Linked DNA regions of Oryctolagus cuniculus: region 1 is linked to region 2. A link is a contact called in public Micro-C data. All regions are on one chromosome and are shown on one strand. Each heading gives the region's core, a stretch centred on a gene start, on an enhancer-like site or on the middle of the called end of the contact. The rest is flanking DNA. Distances are from core to core; before and after follow the strand shown.

Region 1 (5,349 bases), core at 1,386-3,885, 920 kb before region 2:
GAAATCTGGCTAATTTTTAGAAAATATTTATTTATTTGTAAGTGGAATTATGGAGAGAGACAGAGATTTTCTATCTGCTGATTCACTCCCCAAATGGCTGCAAAGGCTGGGGCTGGACCAGGCCAAAGCCAGGAGCCAGGACCTCCATCTGGGTCTCCTATGTGGGTGGCAGGGGCCTAGTAACTTGGACCAAATTTCATTGCTTTCCCAGGCACATTAACTGAGAGCTGGATCAGAAGTGGAGCAGCCAGGACTCAAACTGGTGCCCATATGGGATGCCCGGCACTGAGGGCAGCAACAGTGCTTAAATATATATATTTATATATTTAAGATTTATTTATTTATTTGAAAGACAGAGTTACAGAGAGGCAGAGGCAGAGAGAGAGAGAGAGAGAGGTCTTCCATCTGCTGGTTCACTCCCCAAATGGCTGCAATGGCCAAAGCTGTGCCGATTGGAAGCCAGGAGCCAGGAGCCAGGTCTCCTGCGTGGGTGCAGGGGCCCAAGCACTTGGGCCATCCTCCACTGCTTTCCCAGACCACAACAGAGAGCTGGATTGGAAGTGGAGCAGCCAAGACTAAAACCAGTGTCCACATGGATGACAGCACCACAGGCGAGGTGGCGCCTGTGGCTTTGCCACGGTGCTGGCCCCTATTTTAACATTATTATTTACAAAGGATAACTGCTGCTTCTTGAGTGTTTCCAATGTTTAAGGCATGTCACTCACATGATTGAATTTAGTCCTTAATGAATTTACAACACATTGAGGTTACAATTCTCCTTTTGTGTGGTTTCTATTTTCGGCCCTCCATGGCACCAATTCTATGCATCGCCAGCAGGGGGCTTCACAATCCTTCCTGGGACTTGGGGCCAGATCTCTTTAATTCTCTCCCCCTCTCTCTTTCTCCTTCCCCTCTCCCACTGGTCTCATTTTTAAAAGAATTTCAGACAGCCTCACAGAACCTCCGTGGTGGAAAATCCTCTTTCCTTTTCACCACTGAGTGCCACGGTTCCTGTTGGACACACAGACTCCCCCCCCCACCCCCGCCCCCCGTCACGTTTAAACTGTGTGTCAGATCTCCCTGGATACCGCTGGGCTGACATGTTTGTGTACAACATAAAAGTATTCAAACGATCAAGGAAGCCAGAGCTGGGATTCCTGGTTGCTTTCTTCTCCCTGCAGTCAGTGCACTGGGTTCTCCCGCCTTTCCTCCCCCGCAGGGGTCTCCGCAGGCTGGGCTTCAGCTCTGTGACCTTGGCTGAGTCTCTTCACTGCCTGCTGCAGGCACCCATCTGTTCTTGTCCGACTCCTTTGGGCAGAGACTGGACAGCCCCTCCCCTGCCCTACTTCCCCTCTGCTCCCCATAGGCCAACAGTCTTCTCTCCAAAGTCCCCAACCGAGGCTAGTCTCGGTGCAAGGCCACCTCCGCCAGGCCTTCCAGGGACATGGAGGAAACGCGCGGGAATCCCCCTTTCTGTCAACATGGCCGGATTTGCGTGCATCCTCTGAAGCTGGGAGACAGGGAGAGGGAGTCTGGGGGTGCTGGGGGGACCTCCTGGGGTGGGGGGATGGTAAACAGGATTAAGCACTTCCCTGTACAAAAGGGCTCTGCAAATACCAGCTGACTGTATTAGCGGTAGTGCGGCCGTGGGGAAGGGATGGAGGCTGTGGAAGGGGGACAAGAACACCCCCGTTGGGCCAGCCCCCTCCCCAGGCTGGGGATCTGGCCACCCCACAATCCCCTGCTCACTCCTGTCTCACTCTTGTCCTGAAGATGAGTGTGGGGTTGGGCACAGGCAGTGATCTGCATCTTCAGGAAGTTGTGCGGCCAGAACCAGCCAGCAGGGGGAGAACTTGGCCAGCAGGAGGGAAAGCAGAGCCCTGGGCCGCTAGGAAAAAAAAAAAAAAGAAAAGAAATGCTACAGCAACATTTGTCATAAAATCTGTTTGAGTCAGGTGGAGAAGGTCTCCTAAGGTGCCTAAGTAATTCTTGAAAATGAGTCAACGTTTATTTCTGACTGCAAGGATCTTGCACCCTCCCAACCCCGTGGAAGCCACACACTCACTTTGGCTTGCAACGGCCCAGAAAAGACCTGTGCCCCCGTTGGCAGTGCTTGAGTAAGGACAAACCTGAAACCTTCATGCAAAAGAGGGAGCAGCTAGGGCCTGTCTCAAACTTACCTTCCGCTCAATGCAAGATAAAAAAAAAAAAAGTTCAAATCGCACCTTTGTTTTCGGCCACACGAGCAGGGACTGTATGGATGAGCGTTTCTGTGTTTTGAAAATGGGACTCCTTGCACCTTCCCTGCCTGCAGGGTTGCCTCGCCTTTGCAGGAGGCAGAGGGGGAAATGGGACGCATTCTCGAAGGCAGGTGCCTGGAATAGGACTCAGGAGACTTGGGTGCTGGTCTCAGCTCCTGCCCCAAGCCACTCGTGCAAGGCATCTTGCTTCTCTGTCTCCACAGCTGGGGACGGGCTCTTCCACAAAGCTGTGCTGTGGCCAGCCACAGAAGGGGTGGCCGTCCCTGAAGGCACTGGTCCACGACACGGGCCCCTCCCGGAAGGGGCAGTGCCCTTTAATGTGGGTGGAGGGAATGTTGGCCCCCCAGAGTTCCCTCCTTGGGGGTGGTGGGAGCGGCAGTTGAATGGGGCAGTTGGAGAGGAGGGCTCCGGGCAGGTGGGACGCGAGGAGCCAGAGCAGAGGTGCGTGGAGAGGTGGGCAGCAGGCTCCGAGCCCCATGGCTTCTGATTGGTCCCTCCTCCTCTGCTTGCAGCCCTGAGGACCAGCGTGCTCCCTGCTCAGGTAAGCACCTGTGTGTTGCGGTCAGTGGCCACCAGCTGGTCCCTGGGGCTGTGGAGGGTGACACCCTCCACTGTGGCTGCCTCTGTGTGAGTGTTGCTGGGGGCAGGGGGAAGCAGGGACTTGGGGATCTCAGAGGGTCGGGGGGATCCTGGGGCACTTCCATTTTGGGAGGTTTCAGCTATCATCAAGGAAAAGCAGAAATCCCAAGACGGGAGTTCAGAATCTGTGACATACAAACAGTCTATATTGAATAAATTGGTCTTTTGACACACACACAGTACTGTTCACAAGTCAATCATGGGAGATGGAGATACACACACACACACACACACACACACCCCTTGAATGCCTGCTGCATCGCTGTGTGGCTCTCATAGTTTCAACCCAAGGGCTTTCCTCTTCTTCCGTTGTATCTGTACTGAGTCAGTGACCTCGTTGGGGACCCCCCCTCCCCGGGGATGCGAGGACGTAAACCAGATCCCTCCCTTCCCGCACCCTCAGATTTCTTGCACAAGCGTCCTCATCTCCCCTCTCCACTTCCTTCCTCCTCTCCCACACCAGCCCCTCATCCTTCAGGGTCCTTGCCCGGTCTGGCTGCCCACGATGGTGCCTGGACACGTGGAGAGGTGAGGGGCGGGGCCTGAGGACAGCTTTGGCGCTGCACCTCTGGGCTGGAGACTGACAGCGCTGGAGGAAGGGGTCGGGGCAGCATGAGACCATCCCTGTTGATAATGCACTATGGGCTTTAAAAAGGGCTTGCAGGGGGAGGGCCACAGTCCCTGATCCAGCAAGGTCGTGGGGAAAGGCTTGGGGACACGGAGGAAGGGCTCCTGTGATGGGCACCAGCAAAGACTGGTTCTCAGGCACAAAGCTGTGAATTTTCTGGGTTGGGGGGACAGACAGAAATAAGAGTAAGTAGGAAATGTTTCTCCTTGAGATACCCTCTAGACATCTGTTCTCCCACTGTGGACAGAGACAAGGATGGAGAAAAATGAGTGCACTCCCTGGCAAAGAGCAGTGCAAATGTGGGGAGACAGTAAGGAGGGGTGGGGACTGTATTGAACAGAGGCATGCCCCACCTGCTCGGCATCAGCTGGTGGAAGCCACACCAGCAACTGGAACTCACGATTTTCCGACAAAAGCAGAAAGTTTTTATTTTTTTTAAAGATTTATTTATTTATTTGAAAGAGTTACACAGAAAGAGAAGGAGAGGCAGAGAGAGAGAGAGAGAGAGAGAGAGAGAGAGAGAGAGGTCTTCGATCAGCTGGTTCACTCCCCAAATGACCACAATGGCCAGGCTGAAGCCAGGAGCCAGGAGCTTCTTCCAGGTCTCCCATACGGGTGCAGGGGCCCAAGCACTTAGGCCATCCTCCACTACCTTCCCAGGTGCATCAGCATGGAGCTGGAATGGAAGTGGAGCAGCCGGGACTTGAACCAATGCCCATATGGGGTGCCAGCATGGAGGCAGCGGCTTTACCCGCTATGCCACAGTGCTGGCCCCATAAATGTATCTTAAAAAAATGAAAGACATGGTGTCTCCTAATTATTGTTTTCCACAAAGTAGAAGGAGATTTTAACAGTGCAGATCCTGATAAAGGGACCAGTACATCAGTGTATCTGTTTGCATCCTGTGCTCCCAACAGAGTCCTTCCTGCTTCTGCCGTGCAGTCTGTTGAGGTCAGGGTGGGCGCCGTCCCCTTGCAAGCGAGCAGGAGCACCGGGGACTTTGTGCTGTCTCCTGCTGACCCTCAGCTGCTCCGCTGGAGAGAGCCAGGCCAGGGACAGAGTCGTGATGGCTGCAGGGCCCCTGGCCTGGCCACTCCCAGCTCTCACTAAGCTGCCCCACTGCTCCCTGTCCCCCGTGACTGTGAGAGCAGATTTCTCACCTCAGGCAGCTCCTCACTCCTGGCAGAGGCTGGCATGACAGACGGCGATGGAGACGTTAGCCAAAGCAGACTTCCTGATTTACAAAGCCTCATTTCCCCCCGCGGCTGCCGAATTTAGCAACGTGCCATTCCAGCTGCAAGGCTTCCAAGCCGTCTTAGGTAATCACAGCTCTGCTTGCCCCGCTGAGTATTCAAGGAAATTACCTCTCAGCGCCCATTGCCTATGCATTCTGATTGCCCCAACCTGGCCCTGCAGGCCTGGCCTCCTGAACTGGGCTCAGGACCCCTAAGGGAAGCTGTGACAGCTACCTGTGAGCACCCTTGGCTGTCAGCACTGTGAGTGGAAAAACAGAAACTATAGGTGCAGGGTTCTCCTGGCGCGGGGTCCCAGCTGTGCACAAGACGCACCAGGCTGGAGGGCCTGGGGAGTTTATTCTGCAGAGGGGAGAACAGCCCACCCGGGGTTGGGGCAGCTGAAGGAAACAAAGACCATTTTCCGATAGCAGAAGGCGTACACCCAGGGGACACAGGCGTGCTATGCCCGGCTCCTGAGACCAGAGCCAGTGCTCAGAGCCCTGAGTTCCACAGAAGGAAAAAGCTCACTCCCTTTAGGGCTCTTTCCTTAAAAAAAAAAGTTTCATTTTTTCTTTTCAAATTCGCA
Region 2 (5,152 bases), core at 2,325-4,824:
TGGAATTCCTAGATCAAGGCACCAGGCAATTCAGTTTCTAATGAGAGCTCTGTCTTCCAGGCTTGCAGATGGTAGCTTCTCACTTTGTCCTCATGTGGCCTTTCCTTGGTGCTTGGGCATGAAGCGAGAGGGCAAGCTCTCCGGTGGATCTTCTTAAAAGAATACTAATTCTGTTAGATCCCAGCCCCACCCTATGGCCTCCTTTACCCTTAATTATTTCCTTAGTGGCCCCATCTCAAATTATAGCCACACTGCAGCTTAGGGCTTCCACATACCCTGGGGAAACACAAACATCCAGTTAATATCAATCTCTAAACAAAACAAACTGCCTTCGTAAAATGTCATTTAATAAACTGTTACCACTCCTAAACTACAACAAAAGAAAAAAAAAAGGCAACATAAATCAATTACATAATCACTGGAATAAAACTGTTCATTGTTTTAAATGATTCATGATTCATGCAAAAAAATCAATCAATGCCATGCAACACAATTCAAGAGCTACAGGGGACTGGGTCAGAGAAAACCAAACTGAAGCTATAGGAATGATTCTGTGAAGAACTGGAGTGGCTATGCCTGGAAGAACAGGTGGGATGCAGTGAAAGCCCAGTTCTCAATCACCTGGAAACTGGCAGGTAATCTGGGAACACACTAGGAGCTCCTAGGTGGTCTTCCGGGAAAATAACAATTCAAATACAGAACTCCCCAGCTGAGAGAGATGCAAACTGCTTTCCTTTTGATTTAGCTAACATATGGTCACACAGTAGTCTCAGCTATGATCTGTGCTTTACTACATTCCTCGAAAAACCTACTACAGATGCTTACACCAGCACATCTAAAAGATAGGTGTCTTAAAGGGGAATCACAAAGTGAACATTCTCAGTTGCAACTTACTCCCAAGCCAACATACTAGGTTTTATCAAAATGATACTACCAGTAAGAGCTACTAAGCTAAATGAAGAAGTACTATGTATCTACTTTTTAAATTACTACAGATTCTCTAATCTCTCCTCTTCTTTTACATCCTCAACTGAACTGCCAGATTAACCTCCTCAGAACTCCATTAGCCCCGCTATTAAAAACTGCTCCTCTGGGAGCTGGTGGTGTGGCACAGCAGGTTAAGCTGCCAGTTGGGACACTCACATTCCATATCAGAGTCCAGGTTTGAATCCTGGCTGCTCTGCTTCTGATTCAACTCCCCGTTAATGCTTTCTGGGAGGCAGCAGACGATGGTGCAAGTACTTGTGTCCCTGCTACCCACATGGGAGACCCAAATGGAGTTTTAAGCTTCTGGCTTCAGTCTAATCTAGACCCAGCTGTTGTATTTGGGGAGTGAACTAGGAAACAAAGATTCGCATTCTCTCTCTCTCTCTCTCTCTGTTGCTCTGCCTTTCAAGTATATAAAAATAAACATTTTTAAATAAAACTATTCCTGTGACCTCCTGAATCAAGTGAAAGAGATTTCTTCTCCCTATCAGTCAAGCAAGTACAATCGACTTCTGAATCAATGGGTTCTGCATCTATGGTGGACTCAACCAATCTCCAGCGGAAACTATTCAGATTTTAAAAAAAGTGTCTAAACCAAACATAGACTTCTTGTCATTACTCCCGAAACAACAGAGTAGCACAACCAGTTACATAGTGTTTGCATTAGAGGAGCAACCTGACATGATTTAAAGCATACAGGAGGAGTCGAAAGTCATCTCCATTCATAATGCTATTTCACTCGAGGCACTCGAGCATCTATAGATTTTGGTACCCAGAGGGGTCCTGGAACCAGTCCCCTGTGGATTCTTGTATCTCCAGAACCAAAGCCCACCGATTTCAACCTGCTATTTTAACTGCTCCTAAACACATCTGCCACAAATTCAATGTTCACCTCCTGCTCCTTGCCTGATGCACTCTCCTCTACCCTTGCCATCTGGCCTTTCCATTCCTTGTGTCACCTCCTCCACCAAGCATTCTGATGACATCACACACACTGATTTCTCCTTCACTCAACCACTGTGCATTTAGAATCTATTTTGTTTCAGAAGCTGAGAAGGCCCCATCCTCCCAATCCTTTTTGTTCACGGTTCTCTGTGACTTAGACTTAATAGCCTTATTACTTCCTGCTACTATATATGCTCCTTTATTACATCTGTGGAATAGATTCTTTCTTCTGTGTCTGGAGGGAGCGGTCCCTTCCCAGGTTGGGAGGGACCAAAATACCATCATGGTACACGTCCTGCTTGGTTTACTTTTTCCTTGGAAAAGATTCCTAGATGTCTTACGTATTGGTTGGTGCTTGCTTGCAATCTGAGTTGCAGGTGATTGTCCTTAGGAACCCACTTTCACATCTCCCCCAGAACACATGGAGAAGCATCTTGGTACTAATTGGTGTCACATATGTTTTTCATTTGTAACCCTTGTGAATTACACTTTTGTGCCTTTCTTGAAGGGAGACAAGAAAAGGAAAAAGAGCCCGATACCCTTGGAATATTTTCCTCCCAGTAGCCCGACACTGTGCTTAGTTAAAGCTTGTCACATATTCATGACATCCTAGTAGGTACCGGGTACAGGCGCTAATATTCAATCAGGAATGGGAGGACCTGCCTTTGGTGGTTTCCCCAGTGACACTCATTGCTTTCTATGCACAATGAACATCCAATAAGTCGGCATCCAGTGAAAACACTGACCAGTCTCCCTGTCTTCAAGCGGCTTATATTTGAACAGGGTGGGGCTGGGAAGATTCAGGTGATCAGAGTCACAGTGCTACGCAAAAGATAAAACAGGACAATACTACCAACTGCGCGGGCTGTTGGCAAACGCGGACTTCGACAGCAGCAGGGTTAAGCGACCCATCAGCACGGCTTAGCTGGGGAGCCACAGCCCCAGGGCTCAGAGCCCTGCTCCCTCACCCAGTGCGTGGCTCCGGACAAACGACTTAACTTCTCTGGCCTCGGGTTTCCCGTCCACGACAGTGCCTGCCCCGGCGAGCCTGGGGAGGAAGCGTGTGGACATGGCCAGCGCTTGGCTCTGGGCCTGGCGACGCCGGGAGCGCGCAGGGCACGCAGCCATCGTGACCGCGGGTCACAGGAACTCACCTGCGCTGCCGGCCCGCTCTGCCCGGGTCCGGCCTCCCTGCCTCAGGCGGGCAGTCGAGCACAGCTGAGCTGGGGCCCAGTTTTGACCTTGAACTGAGGTCCTGGAGGACCGAGGGGGTCGGCTCCCCTTCCCACCTGCGTGGGCGGCCGGGGACCGGACAGGTGGGCAGCAGCTGCCGAGGCGGAGGTGGGCGGCGGCGGACGCCTTCAGGCCCGAAGCCTCGAGGGCTCGACTTGCTCCCCCCGCCCCACTCCCGGGCGCCCCACGGCGGCGGAGGATGGGTCAGCTCTCCCTCAGAACCGGGATCCCGGAGCCGCGGCCCCAAGCCTCCGCGGCGCGCCCCGCCCCCAGCAATAACGGTCGCCGGCCGGCGCGCGCAGCGGGCTGAGGGTGCGAGGCTGCGGGCGGACTCGCCAGGCGATTGGAGAGGAGGGGCGCCAGGGGCACGCGGGCGGGGGCGGGGCGGGGGCGGGCACATGCGCACGGGCGGCGCGGCCGGCACGCGGCGCTCGCGCTCCCCGCTTAAATGAGCCTGGCGCCCGCCACTTCAGTGGAGCCCGCGCCACGGCCGCGGGCGGAGCTGCTCGCGCCTCGTCCCGTGCTTTCGCTTCGGCGCGCCTCAGCTCCGGGGCGGTCGATGGAACGGGACGCCGCGCAGTCGGAGGCGGCGACCGTCGGGGAACGGGGACGACGCGGGACCCCGCCGAGGGGCTGGGGCATGGCGGGCCGCGGCATCTGAGCCCTGTCCCGCGGGGAGGGGAGGCAGCCTGCTGGCCGGCGATGGGGACGGAGCGGGGCTGCAGCCGCCGCCGCGCAGGGCCGTGAGCGCCGCGCCGGCGCCGCCTCAGTCCCTTCGCGAAGAGCCGGGCCGCTCGGGAACATGGCCCTGGAGCAGCTCTGCTCGGTCCTCAAAGGTAAGCGCCCGGGGCCGCGGACGGCGCCCCCTGCGGGCCGAGGCCGGCGCCTCCGCGTCCCTTCCCCGCGCCCGGCACCCGACGCGCCCCTTTGTCTGGGGGGCTCGCGGCCGCTGCGAGCGTCCCGCGAGCGCTCGCGCCCTTCCGGACCGACTTTGCTTCGCGGCGCTCCTCCTGCAGCCCTGCGTGCCTGGCGAGGCGTTTTGCTGGGGCCGTGTTGCTCCTGGAGGGTCCTCGGAGGCTCTGCCCCCAGCGCCTCGGGGAGAATTCCTCTGACCTCTCCGCGCGAAGTTGTGGGATTCAGTGTCCGCGGGAGCTCAGGCCGGCCCTTCGCAACCTGTCACAGCAGAAAGTAATGCCGCTGCAACAATAGGAACCCCGATCGAGAAGCGGCGGCGGGCGGCGGCGCGGGCCTGCCCGGCCGGATCCCACCTGCTGCGACCGCGAAGGCTGCGGCACCACTGCGGGCGCCGCGGACCCGGCCGCCGGCCCCTGGGCAGCGCCCGGGACGCCCCGCTCCCCCGAACCGCACTCTTCCCGCTCGCTTCCCCGAGGTCTGGGAGTACGCGTGCGCTGGTGTTTGATGCTGGATACGGAACGGTCGCTCGCCGGGAGCTCAGAGACGTGTTCTAGCGGCCCTCGCTGCCCAGGGAGAGTTATGTGGGATAGGAATTGATACACGGTAGCCAATAAAGGTGGTGATACAAACTTGCTTCTGAAACTCGGACTGAATAAATCTTTTAAGTTCTCAGTACCACTGCTGGATCAAGGACTTCCCTCTCCCCCTTCTGATTTAGATTGAAAATTGGATGTCTGTATTTATAACGTGATTTTGTGTATGTACAGAGGGAGGAGGTAAGACCGTGCTACCATCTATAGAATATTTTTGGAGGTTTTTTTCCTACTTCGTATTAACACTTTTGTTTCAAATTTGTTTTCCTAGCGAGTTCAGGGTAATTTTGCTTTTGACATTAATTAGACAGATTAACTCCAAATACTCCTAAACTCATAAGATTTCAGCCGTTTAAAATATCTTAATTGTACACTGACATAGTAGGTGCAGCTTGCACCTAGGACTTTCTAGGTGATGAATATTTCAGTCAGTTCATAAATTCTGGTGATTCCTTCACTACGAACTCTGAAATTCTGTA

Evidence for each region. A called contact is a pair of places that touch in the nucleus more often than the background predicts.
Region 1: a Micro-C map of ear pinna shows a contact between it and region 2, with 8 times the contacts expected there. The contact joins the promoter of ABCC12 here to the promoter of NETO2 in region 2. A contact is called at or near these places in 2 of 6 Hi-C or Micro-C datasets (ear pinna and an unstated tissue).

The regions. Positions count from the first base shown.
Region 1 is chr18:31,881,628-31,886,976 of mOryCun1.1, reverse strand. It overlaps ABCC12 (ATP binding cassette subfamily C member 12), which reads left to right and starts at 2,635. Exons shown (of 29, transcript XM_051833879.2): 1 at 2,635-2,802.
Region 2 is chr18:30,959,962-30,965,113 of mOryCun1.1, reverse strand. It overlaps NETO2 (neuropilin and tolloid like 2), which reads left to right and starts at 3,574. Exons shown (of 8, transcript XM_051833887.2): 1 at 3,574-4,001. The coding sequence starts at 3,968. LOC108175508 (a long non-coding RNA gene) reads right to left here and starts at 3,504. Exons shown (of 7, transcript XR_011384209.1): 1 at 3,087-3,504.